Regions from separate parts of the Mus musculus genome. Here region 1 is linked to region 2. A link is a contact called in public Hi-C data. All regions are on one chromosome and are shown on one strand. Each heading gives the region's core, a stretch centred on a gene start, on an enhancer-like site or on the middle of the called end of the contact. The rest is flanking DNA. Distances are from core to core; before and after follow the strand shown.

The links. A called contact is a pair of places that touch in the nucleus more often than the background predicts.
Region 1: a Hi-C map of embryonic fibroblasts shows a contact between it and region 2, with 7 times the contacts expected there. The contact joins two enhancer-like sites. A contact is called at or near these places in 1 of 15 datasets of contacts at CTCF or cohesin (the NIH/3T3 cell line), 5 of 484 Hi-C or Micro-C datasets (B cells, the G1E-ER4 cell line, embryonic fibroblasts and 2 more), 2 of 115 datasets of contacts at active chromatin or transcription factors (embryonic stem cells and extraembryonic endoderm stem cells) and 3 of 9 other capture datasets (adipose tissue, liver and pancreatic islet).

What each region holds. Positions count from the first base shown.
Region 1 is chr11:55,502,681-55,508,706 of GRCm38.p6, forward strand. No RefSeq gene overlaps it. Among named protein-coding and RNA genes, the nearest start is that of Mir7652, 4.5 kb to the left of the region's middle. Within about 2 kb of position 3,026, at least 35 of the 459 cell types and tissues checked have an H3K27ac peak or open chromatin away from gene starts, as enhancers often do. A contact at or near this core is called in embryonic fibroblasts, where this site is marked.
Region 2 is chr11:55,401,546-55,407,766 of GRCm38.p6, forward strand. It overlaps Sparc (secreted acidic cysteine rich glycoprotein), which reads right to left. Exons shown (of 10, transcript NM_009242.5): 3 at 5,675-5,734; 4 at 4,965-5,052; 5 at 3,635-3,756; 6 at 406-526. Among named protein-coding and RNA genes, the nearest start is that of Sparc, 15 kb to the right of the region's middle. Within about 2 kb of position 3,111, at least 34 of the 459 cell types and tissues checked have an H3K27ac peak or open chromatin away from gene starts, as enhancers often do. A contact at or near this core is called in embryonic fibroblasts, where this site is marked.

The sequences.
Region 1 (6,026 bases), core at 1,776-4,275, 100 kb after region 2:
GGAGTTACAGGTGAGTGAGCCCTCCTACACAGGTGCTGGGAATCGAACTTATGTCCTGGAAGAGCAGCAAGATACTCTTAGGCAGGAGTCCCTGTTGTCAGACCTGTTGGAAGTAAGTAAATCTTAACCAAGACTTTGATTTGCTGTCACTGGGAGGTGGCATTCCTGTGCTTTGCCAGCTCAGCTGCCGCCTTGGAGCAGTGGGGACTGGAGAGTTGAAACAAGGGCCTGTGGCGAATGTTTAGTCCTGGTGCTCAGGAGACCAAGGTGAGAGGACTGAATCCAAAACCAGCCTCGATTACAAAGCCTGGCTCAAGGACAATACAGCAAAACAAGTGAACCCACTTAGTTAGGTTTTATGTCTGCCTTGAATTATGACCCAGTAATAAGGGGAAGAGATGGTGAGAAGCAGTTGAGCAATCAGGGCTTCCAGGAGCAGGCAGGGCCTCGGGCAATACCTACGGTATTGAGCCAAGGAGCCCATTTCCTGTCCAGTGCCTAGGGTGGAATTGCCCCCCCGAAGACCCAGGTGGCATTCAGAACATAGTAGCACCCCTGCTTAGTGAGCTTAGTTGCCCTCTACAGAGCTGCCCCCCCCCCCTCAGGGGATGAGTTTACTGTCTTAGCAAGCTGCATTTTATGAGCTATGGGGAAGGGGACAGGTGGTTCTGTGTGTGTGCAGGAGCTGTCCACCATGGTTTTTTGCTTTTTTTTTTTTGAGACGTCTCACTGTGTATTCCTAACTGTTCTGGAACTTGCTGCGTAGCTTAACCTCTTTTTAACTCACAGAGGTTTGCCTTCCTCTGCCTGCCAAATGCTGGTATTTAAGGCGTGTGCCACCACACCAGGCTCTACCTTGATTTTTTTTTTTTTTAATAAGGCTTCTCACCTGTTACTCTGATTAAGCTGTGATTAAGTCAGTGAGCTCCAGAAACCCACCCATCTGCCTCCGTGTGACACCATGTGTGTTCTACAGACTGAATTCGGGTCCTCACTTTACAGAGCAGTTTCTCCAGAGACCAGGTTTCTGTGTGTCCTGGAACTTGCTCTGTAGACAAGGCTGGCCTCACTCTCAGAGGCCCACCTGTCTCTGCCTGGTGGGATTAAAGGCATGCACCAACACCTCTTGGCTGCTAATGTGATGTTTTAATACCTAAAACTGCCACTTTCTCTGAGGTCCTTTGGCACTCTGTATTCTGTGCGTTGGTATTTTTGCCCCAGGGGCAGTGTTTTGGGTGGAAACATGCCCTGTTGCCAGGCTATGTATGTGCCATGTATGTATTACGAACTCACTGTTCCTTTTCATTTGACTCACACTTGTGGAATGACGAGTCCCCATGATACTCCCGGGTGTTCTGAGACCTTAGCTTCACGTGCCTTCTCCTCCTTGCACATGTGCCTGTGTGCCCCACCTCTCTCTCATGCTGGGTTTTGTCAAGACCTGTCCCCGTTGAGCACTGTAAGTGAACAGATTCACCCCCTTTCATTTTGTTTGTCCGTTTGTAGCTCTGTCGTATTCCTGTCATAAGCAGGGTCTTCCTAGAGGACTCTGCCTCTCTCATGGTTCAGCCTGGAGTTGGAATTACCACCGGGCTAGGTTGTGACTTCTTAAGGAACTGAGAAATGACACTTTGAAGTCCCCATGATGGTTGAGTCAGTGACTGGGGATAGCCGTCCATCAGTTTCAGATCCTGTGACGTTTCAGTACAGGAAGTTCTTGGGAGGCTGGGGCTTGAGAGGGGGGGGCATGTGTGAGGAGGAAGACCCTGGTCTAAGACTTTCTTCCTGCTTGTCCCTAGTCCATTTTAGGCATTATCCTCACAGAACAACTGATTTCTCACAAGCTCAATATTCAAGCTTCACCATGCTAGAAGAGAGTGGTCTGTTTCCTCCCTCCCTGCATCCAGGGTTCAGTTAAATCCCATCATCATACTACCTCAACAGACTTCCCCCTTCACTCCTCCCACCTCCAGGATCTTGCTGGTCTTTGCTTCATCTTTAGATTAATATTTTGGAAACAACTCTGGCCTTGTATCTCCCACACTGTTTTCTCTCACCAGTCCCATAGACTGTAAGCCCCCTGTGGCAGGTTCTATGAATGAGTCAGTCGCCTGTGTTAACCTACAATGGTACCTACCAATAAATATTCATGGCTGAACAAATGAATTCTCTTTTTTCAATGTGAAGTTCTTCAAGTGAAGGGCTTCTCACGTTGCACATAGATTTTTCTCGGGGGTACCTGAAAGATTTCAGAAGTTCTCACAAAATTGGCGACGTCTAACAATTAGGAGTTAACCACAGAAAATTTCAGAAAAACTTTAATTTTTTTCCATTAGAATTGGCATGGATATATGTCTATGGATGGCTCAATAAATATATTTCTATATACAGCACAGAAATTTTACATTCCATCTTCAAACTGCAGAAATAGATTTTTTTTACAAGCCCAAACCAAAACAAAGCAAAAATAACAAAACAAACCCTGTCATAACTTTAATGACTTCATGCAAAAAAAGAAGAAGGGGCCAGAGGGAATTGCTTCTTCAAGGTTGAATGTCCAATGAGAGGTAAAAATATTACTTTAAGGAAGCGGTTGCTTAGCACGCTGCTTAAGGTGGGAGCCAGACAGATCCTTAACTGCAGCTTTAAGGCCATACCTAGTTTATACATATATACAAAGAAGTTTCCATAGAAAACACACGCTCACATTCTCTTCTGGGAAAGGATGAGGAACTTCGTGAGAGTTAGTTGGACCCAAATTTCCAGGTCAATTGGAGCTGCTCCCCTGCCCCCTCGCTACTCTTCAATCTGCTTTGTCTATGTGGCTTGTGGAAACCTCTCCCATCATGGGTGATCATGCCCTTTGCAGCTCAGCCTGCAGTGCCTAGCCTAGCACAGCTCTTGTATGCTTTGGACTTAGACAGTGAAGGTAGGCATTTTACCTCGAATGGACCCCACACCCACACTGGCACTGTGATCAGAAGGATGGCATGACGCCTTTCTGTTCTAGGGTTCCAATGTCTGGTGAGTCAGCGCTGACTCTTGTAAGGGGCTGACCTTTCTTCCTTGAGTATTGTGACACATTTCAGTTGGAACCTAGCTTTTTGGGGGAGGGAAAAAGGAAATGTAAAGTTACCCAAAGATTCATCTGGAGTTTATTCTGTCTAAAATCCCAAGCCAGAGAACTTTTAAGACAGGTTAGCTCTGTGCAAATACCTAGCTGGATGAACTAGTGACAGACAACAAAGGGCATATGCCCTTTGGAGGTGACTCCCAGGTCCACACTAGCCTATCTCAAGCTAGTGAATGCAGCTGTAGTCCAGATGAGGAGCGGGAACTGACCAAGTCTGAGATGAACAAGGTAAACCCAGCATTGCTCTTGACCACCCGGGCATATTGAAAGCCAGTCTGATCTGGTTTGGAAGCCCCATGTCTTGTTTGAAGAGTCACTTCATTTTTATTAATGCTATCCTCTTTGGATAGCACAGTCAAGTACTTACTTGCATGGACCCCAACAGGGCTATAATGACGTTTATCCTGACACCCACAAGAGGGCCTCAAAGTATTTTGTTTTGACCACTTGGTTTTTGAGACAGGATCCCACTATTCAGCTCAGGCTAGTCTGGAACTTACTCTGTAGCTTGGGCTTAGATCTTTCTGCCTCAGCCTCCATGTGCTGGGGTTACAGGCATGCACCACACAACTGGCTGTCCTGGTCACTTTGGGATTCACTCTGTCTATTCCAAGCCTATGGCAACTGAAGACAAATATTCTGTGCAGTTATTCAAATTTTTCTTTGAGGGCACTGAGGTCTCTGCTGTGCCAATCTTTTATAAGCAGAACTCTGTTTACTTAAAAGAGAAGAGGGCATGACCCTTACCCCTTTGTTGTTGTGAGTATTCGTGTCAGCATGTAGTAGGCATTGTATGTGGGTTCAGTAGGAGAAGGAAGCGAGATGAGCCACCTCGGAGTCCAGCTCATTTGTCTCATTTTAACTTGTTAGTGGTGATATTATTATCATAGCTCCAGCATTGGATGATGAAATCATGAGTTCATGAGATTGGATGGGTCTGAAATGCTGTGCAATTTATTTCATCCAACATTCCCCCTTCATTGATGCTCTTCTGGCTAAACTGGCGTGCTGAGGGCACGGTGTCTTTTAACATGAGGTAGAGATGCATCCAACATAGAGAGCATTAACGTGTCTAGCAGCTTTTGTGAGGCCCTCCTCCCTGATGCACTTTCAAGCTAAGACTTGGTCGGGAACAATCTTTTATGAAGGGAGATACTATGAACCACTCTGCCAAAATACTCCTCCTAAATTTGTCACAGGAAGGAAGGCAAGTTCCAGAGGGGCGGGGCAGGGGGAGGGAATCTGCCTTTGGCGTGCACATGTGCACCTGTGTGGTGTGGCAGCATCTGGCTCCTGTCTGTGTCTTTTCCTCCATGTTATTTTTTTTCTTCTTCTGATTTTGTGGTTGGAATAAATTGTCTCTAGGTTGGGGAGTGGTTTTGCTAAGAATGAAGAAAACATCCTAGACTTTTTTTCCTCCAGGTCTGCCTTTCAGTTAGATCAACAAAAAGGTGATGTCTGGAAACAAATTCGGCTATAGAAACACCTTCATTATACTGCTAGGGATATGGTTCGGTGGTAGCCTTGCATGCCAAGGGTCACAGTTTTAATCTCCAGCATCACAGGGGGAAAACAGAAAGAAGCCCAGGTCTTCACTGTATGCATCATACACTCCATCAGCTAACTGCTCCAGGAAGAACTTTCCCAGTCATGGTTCATGCCCTGCCCTTTGCAGAATCACAACTTTCAGGGCTCAGTCAGTAAAGTGCTTGCTGCAGGAGCCTGAGGGCCCGAGTTTGGATTCCCAGACCCGTGTAAAAGCTGGATATAGCTACCTCTCACCTCTATGCACACACATGCACACACATACATACATCACACACACTTACATCTCACACACCACAACACATGTAAAGAAGCCCGAATCCCATGCTCTTAAGCTCTCGGCACTTCATGGGATGAATTGATGCCCTTTAAGATGTGAGTTGCCAAGCTTTATAGGCGTCTAAGATGAAGGAAAAGTGGGTTCTCCCATGAGAAGTACAGAAGGTGCTGAGCAGACTGGGGACATCGGAAGTCAGAAAGGTGATGGAAGCGTCTTACTCTGCCAAACGTCTAGTGAGACCTGATCTGCGGCGTGTCCTATAAGTGGTTCCGGTAACCACAGACCACCTCTCCTAACCTGTCTTCCACATGTTACCCTTCACCTGCGAGAACAAGCAATGCTTACAGGAGTCCCTTCACTTTATCTCCAGATCTCAGCTCTTGCTCAGTCTGCCTGATACTGCCCTGTCCAGGCTATCAGAACGTCACTTGTTCCTTATGTGACTGCTCAGCTTGGGTTTCCGACACACCACAGCCTACTTCTTTCCCTCTCTGTGGCATCCTCCATCTCCCATGCTAGGAACCACTTCAGAGCTTCAGTCACTGTCTCCTACGTTGTTTTATTTGGATGCTCAGCTTTCATAGTATACCACTTCCAGGCTTAGCATAGCACATGCAGGGGAGGTTAAAAGAAAGTCATAGGGAAATTGGGAATACTTTCTGCTTATAATGTCATATGTAGCTATAATTTAGTCTTGGCTGTGGCGTACGATAATATTAGAGAATTCTCTGGCCCACTAAGGCCAAGTTGCTTTGTCCAGACCGAAACGTTCAAAGGCAAGTATGTATTTTTCCTTTGGAGGCCCACTGAGCCAGGCTTGGTCTTCACTAGAATCCAGTTAGAATGAAACTGCCCTTCCTACACAGAAGGGGTGGTCTGGGGGCTCTCAGGACAGAAGCTAACATGTTCCTACATCTATGGTTTGTGGGCCTGTTTTGTCAACACCCTGGCTTTGGGGTGCAGTTTTGGGGGTTTTTGTTTTGTGGTAAGGGGGAGCAGGCTGTCTAGATGCTTTCTTTTGTAATCCCTTTCCCTCTTCCTTTTCTAAATCTGGGGTGAAAGTGAAGA
Region 2 (6,221 bases), core at 1,861-4,360:
TTTGTATAACCACATCAATGTCCCTATTTGAAAAGCATTCTAATTCAAAATATTAAAAATATTCTGCAGGCCCCGGTCACACACTGATTTTGTTCTACAGTGCTGAAGTATGAATCATTTGAGTTAGCCTTATGAAGGAGCATCCTCATCAGAAAAAGAAGAAAGAAAGGAAGGAAGATGGTTTGGTTGTCTTGATGCTAGTGGTAGGCTCTTGCAATCTTCTCTGAAATGTGCTTCCATGATGGCTAAGACTTCCCAAGAGAGAAGAAAGCCTGAATTAATTTTATGAATGGGTTCACTGAGGCTCATGGAAGGGATGGGATTTACCCAGGATCACAGAGCTGGCACTGTGGGGCACAGAACCATCTCCCTGAGAAGGAGGCTGGAAGGCATGAGGACACTCACATTTGCATGGTCCGATGTAGTCCAGGTGGAGCTTGTGGCCCTTCTTGGTGCCCTCCAGGGTGCACTTGGTGGCAAAGAAGTGGCAGGAAGAGTCGAAGGTCTTGTTGTCATTGCTGCATACCTGTGAGCCAAGCACAGGGCACCTCCTTCATTCCCACAGCCTGACCTGGGATCCCTGTCATTGCCATTTCAGATGTGGGGACAAGGGAACACAAACAGTGAGAACAGCCAAGTTCTCACACATATGGTGGATTAGAGATTGGGGCACAAAAGCCCACTCTACATGCTGCTGTTCCACCATAGGAGGTCATGGGTGATTTTGGAGCAAAGGCACATCTGAGTCAGGGCTAAGGCACAAAAGTTACTTCAAGAACAGTGAGAGACAGGGGAAAAGACACCTGTACATGGAAAAAAGTACACAGCATGCCAGGAGCCATTATCCTTCTGAAACACACAGTGGGGCAGGTGGGATGGCTCAGACAGTGAGGACACTCAAGCTAGGCATGGTGGCACACACCTTTGATCCCAGCCCTCAAGAGGCAGAGGCAGGTGGATCTCTGTGACTTCAAGCCCATCCTGGTCTACAAAGCAAGTTCTAGGCCAGCCAGGGTAGCACAGAGAAGCCCTGTCTCATAAAAACAAAACAAAACAAAACAAAAACAACAACAACAAGAAGAAAAACCCAACAACAACAAAAAACAAAACAAAACAAAAAACCCTGCCTCCAAACTTATGACATACACACATGTGGGCACATACACACATAAATGAAGGAAGGGGAAGAAAGAGAAATAAGGAAGGAAGAGGGGAAGGAGGAAGGAAAGGAAGGAAGAATGCAGCATAAGTTGGCTCTGGCTTGATGCTGATGACAGTTCCCTAGTTGACAAGGACGCTCACTGATCATGGGCTGCTTGCAGAGGATGCTGTAGGCAGAGTACCCATGTCCCTAGTGGGAGTCTGGAAGTGCTCCACACTCAGCAGAAAGCAGCTATAGCATCAGTCCCTGGTGAAGACATTTTTGCAGTGCCAAAGCTAAATAGCTTTGTGTGTGCTAGGTAGGTAGGTGTTCTATTGATGATCAAAATCCTTATTCCTTTACTATTTTATTTTAGAACACTCTCACTCTATTGGCCAGGCTAACCTTAAACACGCTGTGCAGCAGAGCCAAGCCCTGAACTTTCAACTTTCCTCTTACTCCAACCTTTCTGTACCAAGGGTGATAGGCCTGAACCACCAGGGTTTGCCCAAATATAACTGAAAGGCCAATAAGATAGCTCAGCAGGTAAAAGGTACCATATAGTACCTAACTCCAGAGGGTTCCTCTAAGCAGAAATATCACCGCCCCATGTTTGGAGCTGGGATGAAAGACCCCTGTGGAATTCTCCTAGAGGAAGACTCTCCTGGATGTTTCAGCCTCTCCCTGCTTCCCCTGCTATGTGACTATCCAGAATATGGACTTGGGTGAAACGCAGCTGGACCAATTGACTCATTGAGTCCTGCTGGAAAACCTCAGTCATAGAAGAGCAAAACAGAGAGGCTGGGGGTTAACTGGGATCAGGAGTACAGGTAGGAGCAGCCTTTGATCGGGGAAGGACCTGACCTGCAAGTGTGGAGTCTTACACATTGATGCAGGGGAGACCGCAGCATCAAAGAGCAGTGGAATGGGGAAGAAGAGATAAGAGTTAAAAGTGAAGCTAATATGTAAAGCCCAGAGGCAAGGGTTGTCTTGGGGAGATATTGAAAAATGTGGGCTGGGTAGTAGTGGCATATGCCTTTAATCCCAGCACTTGGGAAGCAGAGGCAGGCAGATCTTTCAGTCCAAGGCCAACTTGGTCTACAGAGACAGAAAAAGGAAGAAAAGAGAAATGCACAACTAGATTGAAAGAACTAGAAAGAGATTTGTTGCCCTAAGCCAGATGGTGGACAGCACAATGGTTGGCACAGGTGAGTATTCGAAAAATATTTAAGTGGATAGATAGATGAGTATGTGGATGGATGGGTGGGTGGGTGGATGGATGATGGATGAGTGGGTGGGTGGGTGGGTGAGTGGATGGATAAGTGGGTGACTATGTGGGTGGGTGAGTAGATGAATGGATGGATGGATGAGTGAGGTGAGAAGATGGTTGGTTAAATGGGTGGGTGGATGGATAGATGAATGAGTGAACAGATGAATGAGTGGATGGGTAGAGAGGCAGATGGGTGGGTGGGTGGATGGTTGAATTGATGGATAGCTAAGTGGCAGATAGATTCATGGGTGGATTTATGGTTGTGTGGGTAGATGAATTCATAGAACAGGTGCATGCTGAAAATATGGATGGGTGGATGAATGTATGGTAGGTGCACACATGTTGGAGATAGAATGGAGACATTTGAGAAATAACGCTAGGTCCATGTCACACACCTGGCATCCTCTAACAAATGGCATAGCAGCACTATGAGTTCAGGATTCTCTCTCCATCTTTGGTTGTGAGGGACTAAGACTTGGAGACACTCAGTGCTTTAACTAAAATCTCACAGCTCTCAAGTGATGGAGATGAGGTTGCTAGTCAGTCTTCAAGCAGACCCCAAAGCCCCATGTGGGCCCAAAGCTTTGCTAACTACCAAGGTATTGAAGGACTAGTGAGATGGCTTAACAGGTGAAGGTGCCTGTCACCAAACCAGCTGACCTGAGTTGGAATCCTGGTCTCCTCATGGTGGAAAGAGAGAACCAACCAAGCAAGTCCTCTGACGTCCACATGCATGCATGCCACACACACACTCATACAAAATAAATAAAGTGTAAAAAAAAAGTATGAACTGGAGTGCATTCCTCCTGAGATTATGAGGCACTCAGTGATCATGTTCAACACAGAGCCTGGAACCTGGTGGTAGAAGTAAACTCTTTTTTAAATTCTCAATGGCGGCTAGAAGGGTGGGGCCAGGCAGGCTCTTGCCTGTGACTCAGCTCCACTTTCCTGTTGTGACTGGTTCCAGGGAGGGGACCTTCTAAGAATGGAGCTTCTCCCTCATGTCTGGAGATTTCTGTAGCTGTCTGCAGACACACCAGAAGAGGGCATCGGATCCCATTACAGATAGTTGTGAGCCATCATGTGGTTGCTGGGATTTGAACTCAGGACCTCTGGAAGAGCAGCCAGTGCTCTTAACAACTGAGCCATCTCTCCAGCCTTGCCGTGTCCGGAGATTTCTTAACAAACATTGTGCTTTGCTGGGCCCAGGCCCCAGCTCTTACCTTCTCAAACTCGCCAATGGGAGCAGGGCAGCTGGTGGGGTCCTGGCACACACACATGGGGGTGTTGCTCTCGTCCAGCTCACACACCTTGCCATGTTTGCAATGATGGTTCTGGCAGGGGTCTGGGGAACAGAACATAATGTCAGTTCACCAGGCTGGCATGTGCTTCCACACCACACAGATGGGACTTTGGGGCTGGCAGCCTCGAGGTGTACTCCACTCTCAGAACCAGAGTTTCAGGCAACCCTGATCCTCCATGCTGAACCACGGGTTTAGGGGAGCAGTTTGCTTAGTCTGGGGATTCAGTCGAGAAGGTCGAGACTAGAAACTTCTCAGAGGGTTGGAACCTCTGTCTGGGACTCAGAGACCTGGGGTACATACAGATCCCCCAGTGACTGACACAATAACCAACTTCTCAGTTCTCTGTTGAGCAACTGCAGTGCTGGATTTCTGGATTCAAAGTATTTTCAAGAGTGACTTAAAAGATAGAGCTATTGGCATGAATTCAACTGAGCTGTGAGATCCAATGGTGTAGAATCAGGTGTCCACAAAGGAACAGGAAGAAGAACCCACAGTAGACAATGGGCCCAGCTCTGACAGGAAACAAAGGCTGGGCATGGAAGAGGAAAGGGATATGACTCAAGACCCCAGGCCCAGCCTTTGTTCCAGCAAGCCCTCCTCATTCTCCCCAGACATCCTTAACTGTCCCCTTGAGAGCTCAAGTGGATGCTGGGGATTCAAACTCCGTCTTCATGGTTGTACAGCAAGTGACCTTACCCACTGAGTCATTTCCTTGGGGCCACCATCTGCACCAATGTCTTGTTAAAAAGCCGTGGTTCAAAGGGTTCAAACCTTGTTTGAATCTCGTGGAATTCCAAAGTCCATGGCTTTGGACACGGATGCCTCAGTCTGTGAGCTAAAGCCCTGAGTCACTGTCTCTCTACTTGAGGTATTAGAATTTACGTCAGGCTCTGCTCCCTCGGGCCAAGTGGAAATTAAATGAGCTCAGATGGACTCCAAAGGAGGAGCTTGAACCCAGGCTGAAGCCCTGGGGCAGGAATCTTGGTGACCGGATGTGACCATGACCTCTGTGAGAATCTGACACCAAACTGTGGAGCTTCCTCTGTCCTTCACAGCTTGGATGGCCTGGCTATAAATTAGATCTATCCCAGACTTCCCTGGCTTGAGGGTTCCCAGCTGGCCTTCCACAGCTACCAGAGCTTCCACAATGCATGCCCCTGACTAGAAACGTCCTGTGGGCTGTCCTTAGGCCTCCACCCACACAGCTGGGGGTGATCCAGATACGCCAAGTGACATGGAAGAGACTTACTGTCAGCCACCACCTCCTCGACCGTTTCCTCTGCACCGTCCTCAAATTCTCCCATTTCCACCTGGACTGGGTTGGCACCCACAGGTACCTGGCATGGGAGAGAAAAAAAATGAGTTCAGGGGTTCTCGCCCCACCCCAGACCTGGGAGAGGGTTGCAAGGAAGAAGGGGCCTGCATGATGCTTCAGAAACCCAGAAGAAAGTGAGGGGCATCCAGGGCTGGGTCCAGACCGCCCTCAGCTGTGTGGGCGGAGGTGCTGGTTTTGGTGGAATTCTGTATTTATTATTAGTTTATTCAGTGTATCAGTCTATATTAAAGGTCTAGAGCCCCAAAATTCCGTTAAAATGAATCAGAGGCTACCAAGATGTTAGGATGAGAAGACATACCAATTCCCCCAGGTCTGACAGGCCCAACTGAGTGGGTCCCTTTGTGGGTCCCTTTGTTTCATGCCAAGGGAGACCGTGGATGATAACAGAAGAAGTATGAATCCTCAGAACCTTGGGGCTCAACTGAAGGTTTGGGGGACAGTGAGGAGTGTCTGTGTATACTCAGGTTAGTATCTGTGTCTTGAATGCACACAAGGAGAGAACGCATGCCCTGGTCCAATGAGGAACCCCACTGCACTTGTCTGGATGGCCCAAAGAAGGGACCAGACAGAAAGGGATCAAGGGTGGGGTCACCACCACCACCACCACCACACCACATACGTACCCCTGTCTCCTCCACCACGGTTTCCTCCTCCACTATCTCCTCAGCAACTTCAGTCTGCTGCTGGAAAAGAGAGCAAGGTTCAGGGAGTTAGTCAAGGCCAAGGCCACCCTCTTCTCGGAAGTGTCTCTGGCTGGGAACACAAGCCTGGAGTGAAGGCTTTGATGCCTCTGGCTGGAGCTCACAGTGCCGCTCCATCCTCCTTCCTTCCTTTAAAAAAAAAAATCTGTTATCACAATGATTTTATTTGTGTGTGTGAGTTTTATGTGGGGGATGGAGTGAGCACCCACAGCACAAAGAATGTGTGGAAGCTGAAGGAGCTTGTGGAAGCCGGTTCTCTCCTGCGGTGTGGGTCCTCAGATCGTCAGGATTGGCTGCCAACCCATCTTGCTGGCCCCATCTTTATTTCTTTTTTTTTAAAAAAAAGTACAGAATGCTTCATGTGGCACTATGGCCGTGCCAGTCTTCTCGGTATCATACAAGTTTCAATCAGTCTATTGCTGAAGCAAGCTTGCGTTTTATTATTTCCTTTCATTTTGACAAGGTTTCG